Linked DNA regions of Ovis aries: region 2 is linked to region 1. Evidence: chromatin contacts called from public Hi-C data. All regions are on one chromosome and are shown on one strand. The core of a region is the stretch at or near the end of the contact, and the rest is flanking DNA. Distances in the headings are between cores, read along the strand shown.

The links. Hi-C and Micro-C count contacts between places; a contact is called where the count stands out from the background.
Region 2: a contact with region 1 is called in a Hi-C map of liver, with 4 times the contacts expected there. The contact joins two enhancer-like sites. A contact is called at or near these places in 3 of 16 Hi-C or Micro-C datasets (hypothalamus, liver and tail adipose tissue).

Annotation. Positions count from the first base shown.
Region 1 is chr15:31,297,511-31,305,185 of ARS-UI_Ramb_v3.0, reverse strand. GRIK4 (glutamate ionotropic receptor kainate type subunit 4) reads right to left here. Exons shown (of 21, transcript XM_042232998.1): 15 at 4,793-4,966; 16 at 955-1,120. Among named protein-coding and RNA genes, the nearest start is that of TBCEL, 68 kb to the left of the region's middle. Within about 2 kb of position 3,350, at least 2 of the 54 cell types and tissues checked have an H3K27ac peak or open chromatin away from gene starts, as enhancers often do. A contact at or near this core is called in liver, where this site is marked.
Region 2 is chr15:31,530,870-31,538,544 of ARS-UI_Ramb_v3.0, reverse strand. It overlaps TECTA (tectorin alpha), which reads right to left. Exons shown (of 23, transcript XM_042232999.2): 22 at 7,363-7,479; 23 at 5,557-6,338. The coding sequence ends at 6,238. Among named protein-coding and RNA genes, the nearest start is that of TECTA, 83 kb to the right of the region's middle. Within about 2 kb of position 2,869, at least 2 of the 54 cell types and tissues checked have an H3K27ac peak or open chromatin away from gene starts, as enhancers often do. A contact at or near this core is called in liver, where this site is marked.

The sequences.
Region 1 (7,675 bases), core at 2,101-4,600:
TTCTAACAGGCATCACCCAAAGGAAGAATGCCAGCCCTTTTCTATCAACTCTGAACCAGTCCATCAATCACATATCCAATGCTGGCTTCTCAGGTACAAATAAGAAGGAGACAGAGATTTCTGGGGGATTATCCAAACCCTATGCTTGCATGATGCCTTCATGGTCCCTGTGCCAGCAGCTCTGAGACATGTACGGAGAACAGAAAACCTAAGGCCTTGGACTTGTTTCATGTGAAAATGAACTTCTTGGGTCATAGGCTGCCTACACAATCACAGACTCCAGGGAAATCTGCTTCCCTAGAGATCTTGCAAGCCAACACAAACTATTTCTGGGTCTAGCCCAGCTCTGGTTGGCCAGCTAACATGCACTGTGGCAGGATCCACTCCTGAGCCTTGCAAGGGAAACTCAGAGAAGCCAAAACGGTCCCCATCTGAGATCTATATAGTCTAGGATCAGTGAAATCAGTTCAGCTTAATCTAAAGTTCCTTACATCTCATTCATTAGTGTATTACTCCAATCTTGCTTTGTCTAAGTACTACTAATAAAATTTACCATACAAAAAAAAATTTTAAACCATGCTTTAGCCTCATCCTATGCAGTAATAGAAGTAAAAGTATAGGTTAGCTTCACCACATATTTTTTCTAATGCTTATTAAAATAAATATGAAACTATTGCAATTAGAAAACATTTCCATCACTAAAATCATCTTAAGCGGCACTAATCATTCACGATCAACATCAGGGACAAGGCTGGCATTAACCCAATGCTCTGAGGACCTGGTTCCAGGGGTATTTTGGGGAGCAGGGGGGATAATGAGCCCCATGAGGACCTCCAAACTAGGTGTTCAAAAGGGAGGATGAGATGAGGAGAGATGTTTTTATCTCCAGCAGACAAACATCTCAACTTTATCCTGCCCAGCTCCCGATGCTGGTGAGCAACCATATGGGTTTACTTGGAAGAAGGTCATGCTGGAGCCTCCGTGAATCGTGCCATACTCAATGGCAGTCTGGTCAGCCAGGTCATCCACTGACTCAATGGGCACATCCATGCGCTGCACTGTCAGGAAGGCTGCCAGGTTGGCCGTGTAGGATGAGATGATGATCAGCGTGAATGCCCACCTATGCAGGAAAAGACCAGGAAGTCATCATTGCCCGGGTGCCCCCAGGAGTCTTAGCCCCCATCCCCAGTCCTGCTGTGACATGGGAGAGGGCAGGTGACCCTCTTCTTCTGAAAGAGCCCTCAGCTTAGTGGGGGAAGAGAAAGGAGGCAGGGCATATGATCTAAGCAGAAATGACCAGTGCTTGGGAGGTTGCCTTGAAGAAGACCATGCCGCTCTTTCTCTTATTTCCTAAAGGAGGTGATTATTGGGTTGCTACTCAAAAGAAGTGTGTCTGTGAACATGAAACAGCTTGGGAGACAGTGAGCAATGAGCTAGTGAATGAGCTAAGGGTGTCAGCTCTGGGGGCTCTCTTCAGAGCTACAGCCAGGACATCTCCCCCATCCCCTGTCCCCTCAGGATGCAGCTGACCTTAAGAGGAGCATCACCATGTACTGAGCACCCACGGAGAGCCACACCCTCCAGCTCCTGTGTTCCCTACAACTCAGGGAAGTGAAATTCTTATTGTGACTTTACAGAAGAGGAAACCGAGGCTCAGAGAAGCAAAGTCACGTGGCCAAGTAACACATGGAGAAATTCGTATTCTAAAACCAGTTCCACAAATCGTCAGAGCAGGAGCTCTTCAAGACAAACTGATGACAAGCACCTCTGAGCCGCTGATAAGTTGGAATTAGGAAACACTCTTACAAAGGTCATGCTATTTCAAAATGGAAGGTTGTTTCATTGGGTAGATCGAACTCATTTAAAATTAGAATAGCTCTGCAACTCAGGCAGCACACACGCTAAAGTCATTAAAACCAGTTTGTTCACTTAAGTAGGTTAAACAGGACTTCTACCATCTGGTCAGCAGTATGGATCTGCTTTCTAATCCATTTGTTTATAGGGGTTCAAAGATATATGTAAGCATAACTGAGGCTGGCGAATCGCCAAATTCTGAATCAGTGGCGTCTGAATTAATGAGGCTTCAATTCATTATGAAGACGTGTGCCAGCGAAGGCACAGTGTTTGCCACAGGCTGCGGCAGGGCAGCTTGCAGGTGGGTTTGCAAGAGCAGGAAGTCCCATTGCCCCCTTGGCCTGTGCGCTTTCTTCCAGGAGTGATAGGACAGGTGCACCCGTCAACTTGACAGGCACATCCACATGCCAGCCCACCAGATCCATGCCCCAGACCACCAGTAAGAGATCTGGTTTTAGTTCTGGCTTTGTCTAATTCCATCTGTGAGACCTTGGGGGAAAGCTACACAACTCCTCTGAGGTCGTTTGCGTGTCTAATAAATGGGGGATAATAATGCCTGCTTTGTGTTTCCCAGGTGGGACAGTGGTAAAGAATCCACCTGCCAGTGCAGGAGATGCAAGATACTCAGGTTTGATCCCTGGTTCAGGAAGATCTCCTGGAGGAGGAAATGGCAACCCACTCCAGTATTCTTGCCCAGCAGGCCATGGTCCATGGGGTTGCAGAGATTTGAACATGGCTTAGTGACTGAACACCCTAATAATGCCTGGTTTACCTGTCTTGGATCAGACCAGATAACATGTCATTAGTGACTAATTATCTGTAAAGGATGAGATGAGCATGAGATACAGAGACAAGTAGAGACAGTCCCATTTCATCATAAATGGGATGAAAATCATTTGTCTACCTTCCCTACTGGTGACCTGTAAGTGCCTCCATCCTCAAATTGGCTTTCCTGCTCCTGCCAGAGTTCTCACACCCTCCCGGAAGTTGTTTCTCATGAGCCTCCCCCAGAGGAGGCTGGGGGTGGTGGTGAGTGCTCCCCAGGTGGAGGTGAGCATTTGGAAGTTGCTCTGACCCACTGTTGTGGGTTAATGAGCCCTGGGTATGGACATGACCTCAGAGCTGGCTGGGGAGGTTCCCTCAACCACACAGCTACACTCTGGCATCTGTTCCACCCTGGACAGCCATGCGGCTGTTTATGCCACTGGTCACAGGGGACAGTTCCAAGAGCCTAAGTAGCTCAGTGCAAGTCCATTGCCTCTGCTGAGAAAGCAAATGACACCCAAGCTCCCCCCAGCGGGGTCAACAGAGCCTTGCTCCTGTGCCAAACGGGCATTTTATTGTGAAGTTGGCATTCTTGTTAGAGACATGGTATTTTCTGTCACTTGCTCTGGATGAGGATGCCGTATTAGGTCACAAAGGCCGGGTCCTCTGACCTCCCACTCTCCAGGGAGCCAACAAACTGAGGCTGTGATTTCATAACCAAGAGCTCCGAGAGGCAGATGGGCACACCAACACCCCTGGGTCAGGCTGGGGAGGGCCGAGCCTCCCTCCCACACACGCTCTGGAGCAGGGTAACAGAGCCACCTGGGGCCAGCTATTTAAAGCCCCCCTGAGCCAGGGGGCTGAGTCAACAACCTGCAGGACAGGTGGTCCCCTTGGCACCAGGGCAGATGTCCTCTAGGGGAGGGAATTCCTGGAGGTGTGAACTGACAGGTTAAGGGAGCAGGCAATGGAGCCCCACTTGGTGCCACATGGTAACATGCCCCTTTGGAAGGAAAAGCCCAGGTAGAAAGGGATCAAAATCTGCAGCTGACATCTCATCTCCGGGTCTCTGCCCAGATTTCCTGGATTTTTTAGAGGGTTCTGCGATTGTGCCTGCCAAGGTCTCCTTTCTGCCGGGGAACGTGAAGCCCGGCTCCCCATGGTGATACGCTCAGTGACTCCTGGGCTGGTGTGATAATGGGTGAGGATCGTGCCCCAGCAATTTAAATCCTACTGTATTTGTCACTTATCAATCCCGGCTGTGTTTCCACCTGCTAGGATTCAGTCCCAGTCCAGTGACTCCCAGGTAACTGTCCAGATGCTCCACCATCCCCAGCATCCTCATCCCTTCCCCCTTCCTCCAGCTTACACAGGCTGAGAAGGAGGGGAGAGAATGAAGCCTGTAAGTCCTAAAAGCTGTGACACCAAACCCGACGGTGGGTTTTTAAGTGAGGACGGAGAACTTGCCTCTCAAGGGTACATCGATATTTCATTTCCCCCCAAAATGAATGGTCTAATAGCAATGATCAGTTCAAACATTTATGTGGCTCTTCCAAATTTTCAGGGAACTTTCCCACACCTTGAATCATTTCACCCTCTTCCATTTGCCCTGCCTGATCCAAGAGGAGAAGGAGCTGGCCAACAGCCCTGTGGATCCTGCTGTCAACTTAGACCCTGAGGTCCCGTCCAACTCTGAGCCACTAAGAGCTTGCATTTTTCGACACCTGCTGAGGTGGACACGTCTGGCAGGCCCAGAGGCAGGAGCAGAGAGACAGAGCTCCAGAAAGCTGCTGGAGGGGGAGTGATGTGACTTGGGGTTGGTGAGGGGAGGGCCAGGACTTCCTGCTACACACTGTGCATATTTGCACAAATTTGCACATGACTTCTCAGGCCCTGCCTCTCAAATGCCAGTCATTCTCAGGTCAGGAAGTTATAACTGCCTTGCCATGGGCATTTTCTCATCGGCTCTCCTTTTGTGCCTTGGCTCCTCTCCGCATCTCCAAGGCGGGAAAGGGGAAGGAGAGAAGATGGCACAAACAGCACCATCCACTGCACCTCCCCCCACCCCACCCCACCAGCCCTCTGAGCTGGCAGAGGCTGTCCGAGGGCGGGGCTGAGGTTCCTGCCTGCAGGAAGCCGGATCAGGGCTCATCTGAGGACCCCAGGATCTTACCAGACGCCACTGACGCAGCGGGTGGATAAGGCGCGCGGGGCGATGGTAGAGCCCTGCTGCATGAAGCCCCCGACCGGAAACCAGAGGCTGTTGCCCAGGGAGTACTGATTCACAAGGAGGTTGCACCGGCCCTGGGCACACGGGTGGGGGCTGTACCACTCGTAGGGGGTCAGTCTGTGGGAGAAAGGAACACATGTCAGCGCCGTGGAGGGTGGGCATGAAGAAGGGGTGCTGGGGGTGTGGGGGTGCTCTTCTTCCTGGCCTGACCCCTGGACCTTGGTAGCTGCCTGTGGCCTTGGGCAAGCCAGCTCCCTTCTGTTGGACTATGTTGGCAGTTTTGGAACTTTCTTTAATCAAAGAAACATCTTAATTTTTTCAAAATAAATCAAGTCATGGGGGTGGGTGGCTGGGAATTGCTTGTTCTGTCTTTTTTGTTCCCCCGAAGTGACCACAGAGAGAACCCTAGGGCCCCACAGAGCCGTGGATTGAAAACTCTCAGCCCAGAGTGGAAATTCTCAAAATGTAACTGACATCAGAATCACCAAGAAGGCTTGTGAAAACACGGATCGCTGGGCTCCAGCCCTGAAGTGTCTGATTCGCTAAGTCTGGGTGAGGCCTACGAATCTGCAGGTTCCTGGGAGAAGGGGATGCCACTGGTCCAGGGACCACACTTTCCAAACCACTGACCCCAGTGGTTCCCTCCAGCCCTGGTTCTCAACCGTGTCTGTGTTTCAGACTCACCCAGGAGCTTTTTAAAAAATGCCAACACCTGGATTCCATGCCCAGAGGTTCTGATTTCATTTGTCCAGGGATGGCCTGGGCCTCAGCATGTCTCAGGGCTCCCTGGATGAGTGTGATGGGCACATAGGGTTGACAAGGCACACAGGCTCCTTTGACTGTCCCTCACAGCCTCACGCTGGCCTCTCTCCCAGCAGTACCTCTGATGTCTCTGATACCCTAACCTCCTGCCCATCAGACACATGCCCTCCCTCTTCCCTAGCATGCCTCCCACACAAAGCCTTCAGCTCTGATGTGGGAGACGCATCTGGACATATGCCAAGAAGGGCAGGTCTGTGTGTTCACGCGATGCCATCATCTTCCCCGGCCTTCCTGTCCCTTCGCCCAGCCTAGTCTGCAGGTGCTGCAGGGCTGGTTCACATTTCCTTCGCTGCTACTTGTTGCTGATTACAAGGCCAGTGTGCCATCTCTGGCCCCTGCCCCCATACGTCCTCCTTCCTTCCAGGGGCTGCGGGGCTGGATCGGACCCGTGGGGCTTCACCCCAGTGGTTCCCAAGCCTACGGGTGGTTGGATGTGAGCTTCAGAACTACAGATTCCCGAGGCCTCATCCCTAGAGATTCTGAGATGATCTGACTTAGACATTCAAGTTGTTTTAAAGCTCCCTGAATGACTCTGATATCAGCTGGCTTGGGAACGGCTGCCATAGAGCAGTGGCTTTCAAACATCTTTTCCCTCTAAAATCTCACCCAGAAGTACAATACATGAGAGAGAGAAGTGGAGCTGGCCTGAATGAAGACGAGCTGAGGCCGCAGAGCTCTGTGTGCCTAGCCTCTTCACCGCTCCTCCACGTGTCCGCGCCTACCAGGAGCCTCCACGTCCCCGGGAACCCAGTTTGAAAGCTATTGCCCTGGGCCAAATTACCCTACCCTCAGATATTACTCATATAGGATATTATATGTATTTTGCTGCTGTTGTTCAGTTGCTAAGGCCATGTTGGACTGTAGCATGCCAGGCTCCTCTGTCCTTCACTGTCTCCTGGAGTTTGCTCAAATTCATGTCCATTGAATCAGTGATGACATCCAACCAACTCATCCTCTGTTGTCCCCTTCTCCTCCAGCCTTCAATCTTGCCCAGCATCAGGGTCTTTCCCAATGAACTAGCTCTTCATATCAAGTGGCCTGTATGTCTGTGTGTGTGTGTGCGTGTGTGTATATATATACATATTGTATGATATATATGATGTATGATCAGACCTCTAGTACAATTTTTTGGTTAATCTTTTTGTTAATTCTGGATCCTGGGGGGCCAGTGTGTGTGTATGAATGTGGATGGCAGGAGAGAGGGACTGTCTAAGCCCCCAGGGCTGATTGAAAAGTTTCAGGCTGTGAAAGGCAGGGTGAAGCAGTCTTGTGTGTGTGTGTGTGTGTGTGTGTGTGTGTGTGTGTGTGTATGTATCTGATAGCTACGCCCTAATACCACTTCCAGTCCCTCAAGGCCACCTGAGAACCATGACTTTCTACACACAGGGCCTCAATCAAAGGGGACAAGAGAGAATTCCAGGGCAGCGGAGCCGAGACTCAGGCAGACAGCTTCCAGTGAGCAGCCGCAGACAGCCCAGCGAAGTGCAGAGGGGACGTGTCAGATGGCGTGCCAGCTCCCGCGCCTTGCCAGTCGACACTGACAACAGATTCTTGACAGTGGGCATGGCTACAGGCCCAAGGAGGGTAGGTGGCACCAAGCGGCACACGCAGCACCCTGTGATGATGACCAGGTTGTAAGCAAGGCCTTTCCCCCTTTGGCTGGGTCTCAGGGGTCGGGAACGACTTCCTGAACCTGGCTTTGATCTCCACTGGAAGAGGCATGGAGTGGGTGATGCCATGCCTCTTGGGCAGGTAGGGAACTGCCCTAGGGGTTTGTACTCCGAAGATCCTTGGGGCTCCATTTTCATTTTTTAAAATTCATTTTTAACTGGGGGGAAATTGCTTTACAATGTTGTGTTGGTTCCTGGTGTGTGTGTGTGTCTGTGTGTGTGTGTATGTGTGTGTCTGTTAGTTGTTTGGTTGTGCTTTGAGAGCCCACCAACGTAGCCCACCAAGCTTCTCTGTTCATGGGATTCTCTAGGCAAGAATACTGGAGTTGGTAGC
Region 2 (7,675 bases), core at 1,620-4,119, 230 kb before region 1:
TTGACATAGTTCTTGATTTCCACTTAAAGTTAACTAATGAAAGGAATTGTTTATGAAAAGGATCAAAAGGGCAAAAGTTCAATTAGTAAATATTAGCGCATGGGAGATGTGAATAAAATCTACAGGGGCCGCATCTCTAGATCCTGCTAATCTGGAATTAAAATTTAGAATATTTCCACTTCTATTTTGGAGATTAACAGTAAGTATTTAGGATCTGGGGCTTTGTTACAAGAAAAAAAAATTTGTTCTGTGCCATCCACAATGCTTCTCATTTTATGCCTTGACTATTCTGCTACGACACCTAGACACTTTTGCATATATGTCCCATCATTTTCCCTCATGGAATTACTTTGCCAAATTGCTTTCTGAGCAGGACTGTTCGAGAGAGTAGACTCCCTCCTTTGCAAGGATGCAGCACTCTGCAGTCATGAACTCTTGGGACTCAGGAAGAACATCATTGAATATCCACTTGTAACTCCTTGATCTGAATGATCCACGCAGAAAGTAAACTACATTCAAGGACCAGGACAGCAGGTTGTACCGAGAATTCTCATGTCAGGTAAGAGGAAAACACTAGGAGCCATGCATTCTTAACTTTGATTAGCATATAATTAACTTAATAGCACAGGTCTGCAAATAGTGTTAACATAGGAGAAATTCTGTGAGTTCCACATAAATTCAATGTAAATGTTTGTCAAGCTCTAAAGTAATTACTTATGTTATCTTTTTCATATATTTTTGCCCAGTTAAAAATAGGGTGATGTCAGTGGATTTTTGTACCCTGAACTATTCCACAAAGAAATTCAAGAGTCAGGGGGAGAAATCAAGAGCTGGGTGTCACTGTTTGTTTCTTCTTAAAAGGCTGAAAAAACTATCATTCTCATGTCTCATTAGAAGTTGGAAAGGACTAGATAAACCTACAAGCACACATATACGAGTGGGCTTGCATTTTTCTTTAGCTGGTACTTAATGCAATTATAACTTCAACCTGGTGCTTTCCCTCTGACTTCTCTGTCAAAATGCTGCATGATTTAGGATTGAGTAATAGTAAATACAGGTGGGAAAGCATTCGTTATGAAGGATGCTCCATGAGTACACGGTACTGTTATTTCATCTAATGAGAGAATGTCTGTGTTTTAAAACTGTCTCATCATCAATATTTTACGCTAATGAATAAAATAGTAGCTAACCCAGAGGCCACGTGCAAACAGAAACACACGGCAAAATGTACAGTGAACATCTTTCCTCCATTTGTTTTCTTAACAGAATTTGATCGCTGAGTTATACATGAAACGATGAGTCTTTTGTGTTTTATTTCGATCAACAGACACAGAGATCTGTCCCTCTGCCACAAAGACGTTGTCTTATATGAGAGTCATATTTCAGCAGACATAATTAAACCGTCACAAACAGAGTCTTCCATTAGTCAGACCAGAGTTATGGTTGTTGTGCTTTAGATGCATAAGAAAGTATTTCACAGTCTGCTGTGGGGAAAGAAAGACCACTAAATATTTCATGGCTTTTTCCAGATCAGATTGTTTATTTCTCAACATTTTAAAGAGATACTTAATTTTTCTTGACAACTATTTTTGTCAACACGTTAAGAGAAATGGATATTAAGGACAAAATTTGCATGGGATGCCAAGAGCTGCTATTTTTTTTCCTGGAATGATGCTTCCTGGGTGCATAAGAATAAATATCGTACTGTTCTCCAGAAATGTCCTTGGCATTTGATGTGTTCTCTAAAGCTACATTCTGGTAATGTTCCACGTCTAAGGTTTCAAGGAGAGGGAGAAATCATATTTTGATTGGTGTCGTTCAATGTACGTTTGTGTGTAATGAGAAAATAAAAGTAGACACTAGAGGGTGCTGTTTGATTTTCTTTTTCACTGAGTTGTGCCGCAGATGCCCGTGATCCAGGGCCCTGAAAAATGCCACCGTGTTCTCCTAGCCAGGACCAAATTGCAGCGCAATACAAGATGTAGACATCCCTGAGTTCAAGGGGAGAGGCCAGAAGGTTCAGAATGGTGTAGATGCTAAATTAATTCAGAATTAGTAAAGAAGTAATTCTTTATTACTCTAACCCTGTATGATTGTCATTTTTTAAAATAATTACTTAATTTTCTTGGTTGAAAGAAATTTTATTAGACTTCAAGCTCTCACTAAATGTCAAATGGTTCTAAAAATACCCAGAATATTAGACAATGTGAAACAATTCGTGCTCTCAAGGTTTGGCACTAGGATTTTGAATAGAACCCATACTACTGGTTAAGAAACTAATTAGAGAATTCCCAATTGGCAGAAATGCCAGACCCCAGGATGTTGTTTCTTTTGATATCAGAGAAATACCAAGTTAATAAGATTCCTAATTAGCTTCCCTTTTCACCTTTGCTAAGCATGTGCTTTCTTTCACCCCCGTTTCTTGAGGCAAATCTTTTTGAGTGGCAGGAGAAGACAATGTTCTGGAGTTCTCTAAATATATGCTATCATACGGTTTATGTTTGTATCCTGTCATTTTCTAACCTAAGAATATTTTAAAAGAAGCTTAAAGTTCTCATTTTGTAGAAAATTAAGGTATTGTGATACAGGATGATTTGTTTCAAGCAGACAATTAAATTAGCATTGTAGAAGGGTCAGGACCATCTCCCAGTTCTTCCTGCAGACAGTCAGCTGAGGGACCTGTTCATTTTTAGTTCCATAGACAAATGTTTCTCTTTAATATAGATAGGCATGATTGGTTCAAAGGCTACTTGGCAGCCATCACCACAGATTTCCGGTTCTTCTCCCACCCAGGCTACAGGAAGTTCACAATGCCCTCTCTCTGAACGTTAGTTCTGGCCATGTAACTTGCTTTGATCAGTGAAATGGGAACAGAATGATGTGTCTCTTATGAGGTGCGGTTCCCTACACTCTCTCCCCTTGCGGAGGTGAGCCCCAAAGTCTCCTATCGAGCTGGCAGCAACACAAGGTAATAAAATATTGAGAAATAACAAGTGTTGGCAAGGATGTGGGGAAAAGGGAACCCTTGGCTGTTAGGGATGTAAATTGGTGTAGCCTCTGGAAAATAGTATGATGATTCCTCCATAAACTGAAAATAGAACCACCACACGATCCAGCAATTCCACTTCTGGGCATTTATCCAAAGGAGATGAAAAGACTAACTTGAAAAGATATCTGCACCCCTGTGTTCATTGCAGCATTATTTACAATAGCCAACATGTGGAAACAACTAAATACCCATCGGCGGAAGAATAAGAAGGTGTGGTACATATACATATACAGTTGGACCCGACTGATGACTGAATACACACACGCATATAATGGAATATCATTCAGCTATAATAAAGGAAGAAATCCTGCCACTTGCAATAACATGGATAGAACTTGAGGGATTATGCTAAATGAAATAAGTCAGACAGTGAAGGACAAGTATATTGGGTTAGCCAAAAAGTACATTTTCCATAACGTCTTATGGAAAACTGGAAAGAACCTTTTGGACAACGAATAGTATGGTCTCATTTATTGGGGAATCGAAAAAACAAAACAAAACAAACAAACATAGAACAAACTGGTGGTTCCTAGAGACAGAGTGAAATGGGTGAAGAGGGTCAAAACATACAAACTTCCAGCTACAAAAATAATTGTGTCCTGGGGATGTAATGTACAGCATGGTAACTATAGTGAATAACTGACTGTATTCTGTATTTGAACGTTAGAAGAGTAGATCTTAAAAGTTCTCATCACAAGATAAAAAGTGTAACTATGAATGGTGATGGATGTTAACTAGACTTAGTGAAGGTCATCTCCTGGTATATACATATACTGAATCTGTTAGAAACTAACATCATGTTAGATGTCAATTACATCTCCATTAAAAAGGTGACTCTAACACAGGGGTTAGGAAAATAACCAATGGAAGAGAATCAAGAGCTCACAGGACCACAGAGACTGAAGCTGATTCATGCTAAAGGTGGTACTGCAGTCCTATGAGGAAAGAATACATTGCTCAGTAAAAATAAGAGAAAAGCGAGCGAATGAAATCTCCATCCACGTCCAGCCCCCAGGATGGAAGTAAGGATCAGAGCCCCCTGATGTGAGCAAAAGAGAAACCTTTGTTGTTTAAGCCACTTAGATTCTGGGGTTTTCTATTAGGCCTGTGTATCTACCTTATCCTGATGACAGGTGAGGATGTCAACCCTCTGTGAGAAAACCAGAAGCCAGGAATCAAAGTGTGGCCAGAAAGGATTTAATTTAAAAATATTAAAGAAAAACACAATTATAGTCTTTAATTTAGAAATTTATAATGACTTTGATATGAAGACCAATAAAGAGAAGTTATTACATGGGAAAACGTTTCCTCCTTATATGTCTTCAGGTTAAAATTTATCTAAGGAAATCATGTGTTGCTCAGTGTGTTTGACTCTTTGTGACCCCATGGACTGTAGCCCTCCAGGCTTCTCTGTCCATGGGATTCCCTAGGCAAGAACACTGGAGGACTCTTGCTGTTCCCTTCTCCAGGGGATCTTCCTGACCTAGGGATCGAACCCAGTCTCCTGCAGTGCAGGTGGATTCTTTACTGTCTGAGCCACTAGGGAAGCCAAATCAGGTAGAAATAAATAAATAAATGTTACTGTGTTCAACTCAAAATCTGATTGTGAAAACCTATACCTTAGACTCTGGAAATGAGAACTGAACATTAGCTCTGAAGCTGCTATCTTAAAGTGGGGAAAGTGTGGAGCTGGGGATTTTCGCGTGAAAAAAGAACATGTGCATAACATCAATTTCCATCACGGTGCGGAAGAAGTACTGCATCTCACCGCGAATGGGCAGTTTATTCCTTAATCCATCTCAATGTTCAGCATTTTCCCAAAAGATCCTAAAATGTCCAGGTTGAAGCAGACGCATATTTTTCTCCATCAATACCAGCTGTCTTCCTGGCTGCACAGCATCCATGGCTGCCAAGCTAGAGCCTGCAGACCCTCCCAGGGGCTGAGAGAACAAAGCCGCTCAGCCCAGACTCAGTCTACATCCCACTTCTTCAGTCCAGCGACAGTGACAGCCTTTTATAGGCCCGACAACAGGAATCGTCCTCACACTCACAGTCAAGGACACTAGGGTTTCTGCTCAGTGTTTCCCAGAGTCCCCAGGAAACGGCGGAAATACCCTCAGCTTCAATCCAGAACAACTTCTAAATGAACTGGAAGCGGTGTTTACTTTGTTTTTAACCTTAGAAAGAGAGGCACCCCAGGGATATATTTACCAGGCCCTCCATTTTGTAGTTAATTAGAGTAAATGTGGGGTTTTGTATCATATACAAAAGAGGCCACTGCCTGCTTCTCTTCTTCTCAGCACCTTACTAAATGCCCCGCTAATGCTCTGTCAGTACAAACAGCCACATAACAAAATGCATATGAGCTCCAGCCAGCAGGGCCTACCTGCTCCAATTGCTGCTGCTCTAGCTGTCTCTTTGTTTATATCAGAGGATGCTATTTGGTGTGCAAAGCTTCACCTCGATATGAATGATTCTGGCCACCAAATAATGAGAATAATTGAACACAGAGTTTATTTAAGCATAAAACATATTAAAAATTATCCGGTTGATTTGTAAAAGAGAAGAGTGTGGGTCTGAAGGGAAGGATGGGGGGTGGGGTTCCCCAGGTCAGCAAACAATATACGAGGTGGACACGTGGCCCTGGCAGGACTGGCAGACAGGAGGGCAGGGGGAGGAGAACACAGGTGAATTGGAGGTCAGACACTTCCAAACACCGGAGAGACCCCTCAGAGGGAGTCAAGCCTTCCACTCACTGCTTCTCAATATTCCCTGTCATTCCACCAGGCCCTCCCTCTGGAAAAACTATGATCCCGACATAGCACTGGATCTACTGGTGGGGTAGATTTCTCTGGTTAGATTTCCAGGTAGACTTGTCTCACCAGAATTTTTTCCTTTACTGGTTTTTCCTGTGAGCCGAACGTTCCTAGTGACAATTGTTTGGAAGTGTTAGGGAAGATACATGTTTTCCACAAGCAACTTTTAGAAGCCGGTTTGCATACTCTGAAAGGGGAGGTGGTGGCATGGCTCTTCCCTCTTTTCTGGAACTCTGACCATACGGGGGAGATGGCATCACTTTGAGACTGTGGACAATTTCAAATAGGTTCTGACTTAAGGGCACACACCTTATCGCCTACAGGGGGTCAAAGTAAGTAAATTACAGTACTTTATATATAACCTTGAGTGAATTATGAGGTCATGCCTGACTTATAGACAAAATGCCATAATGAAATCTGGGTCATGACGAGAAGCAGCATCCAAACTTGAAGTTCGATGGAAGAATTAGAGGCTGTGAACAGAAAGAGCGACATGGTAAGTCCTAGGAAAAAATGTACCTGCTTGACATGGATCAGCCATCCTGGTGGATTCAAATAAAGGCACCTGCTTTCCTCAATGCCAAGAACCCACTTTCTCCAAATAGACTTGACTGTGGCAGCGAGGAAGTGAAATTAACTCAACCTCTAGATGAATCCTGCTAACTTAAAAGGTGTCAGGGAAACCTGGTAGCTAAGGCTACTGCAGGCAAGTGTGTTTGATGGATCACACACCCCAGTCCTGGACTTGGGGGCCAGAGTAAAGGTCACTACTTGGTTCTTAAATGCCTGGATGTGTGTGTGTGCTCAGTTGCTCAGCTGTGGTCTGACTCCTTGACCCCATGGACTATAGCCCTCCAGGCTCCTCTGTTCATGGAATTTTCCAGGCAAGAATACTGAAGTGGGTTGCCACTTCCTTCTCCAGGGGATCTTCTTGACCCAGGGATCGAACCCTCAATTCCTGTGTCTCCTGCATTGGCAGGTAGATTTTTTTTTACCACTAGCACCACCTGAGAAGTTCTATTAAATGGCTGGATAACTTTCTTTAAAAAAAAATTCCATCTTTTAGTTAAAAGATCAGGGACTCAAAGGTTTAAAAAAACCAAAAAGATGCTAGTATTCCTTGAGTGGGCTTCCCTAGTGGCTCAGCAGTAAAGAATTCACCTGCCAAAGCAGGAGACATGGGTTCAATCCCTGGGTCAAAAAAATCCCCTGGAGAAGGAAAAGGACGCAACCCATTCAGTATTCTTACCTGGAAAATCCCGCGGACAGAGGCACCTGGAAGGCTACAGTCGATGGGGGTGCAAAAGAGTCAGACGTGACTTAGTAATGCAACAACAGCAGTAAGTTCTCTGGGTGTTCGCTTCGTCTTTCCTTCTTACTCTCTGGAGGTCTTATAGGTCAGCTGCTGACCCACGGGGCCTTGCATTGGAATGTCTCCTTCTGGGAGTCAAGAGCTTCCTGTGCCCCCGGCTGCCCGCCCGGAGGCTGTGCGCTCACCTCGGCAGCTCTTGCCATCCTCCTGCAGGGTGCCCGTCACGCAGCTGCACAGAGGCCCGTCCACCCGGCTGGTGCAGATCTGCTCACATCCTCCATTGTCCTCACACCAGTCCAGTCCTGAAAGACAGCCCTGGACAAGTTACCTGCAGACAGTCTAGCTCTTCATCTCCTATCTACGGCCAAGGCTTTAAAGAGAGGAGGGGCAAGGGAAAAGGCCTAGTACTCCCATGAGTTTTTAGGAGTCCATGAAAGGATGTCATTATGGACACCTGTGATTATGACAGGCTTTGCAAACGGGGGTCCCCAAACAGGC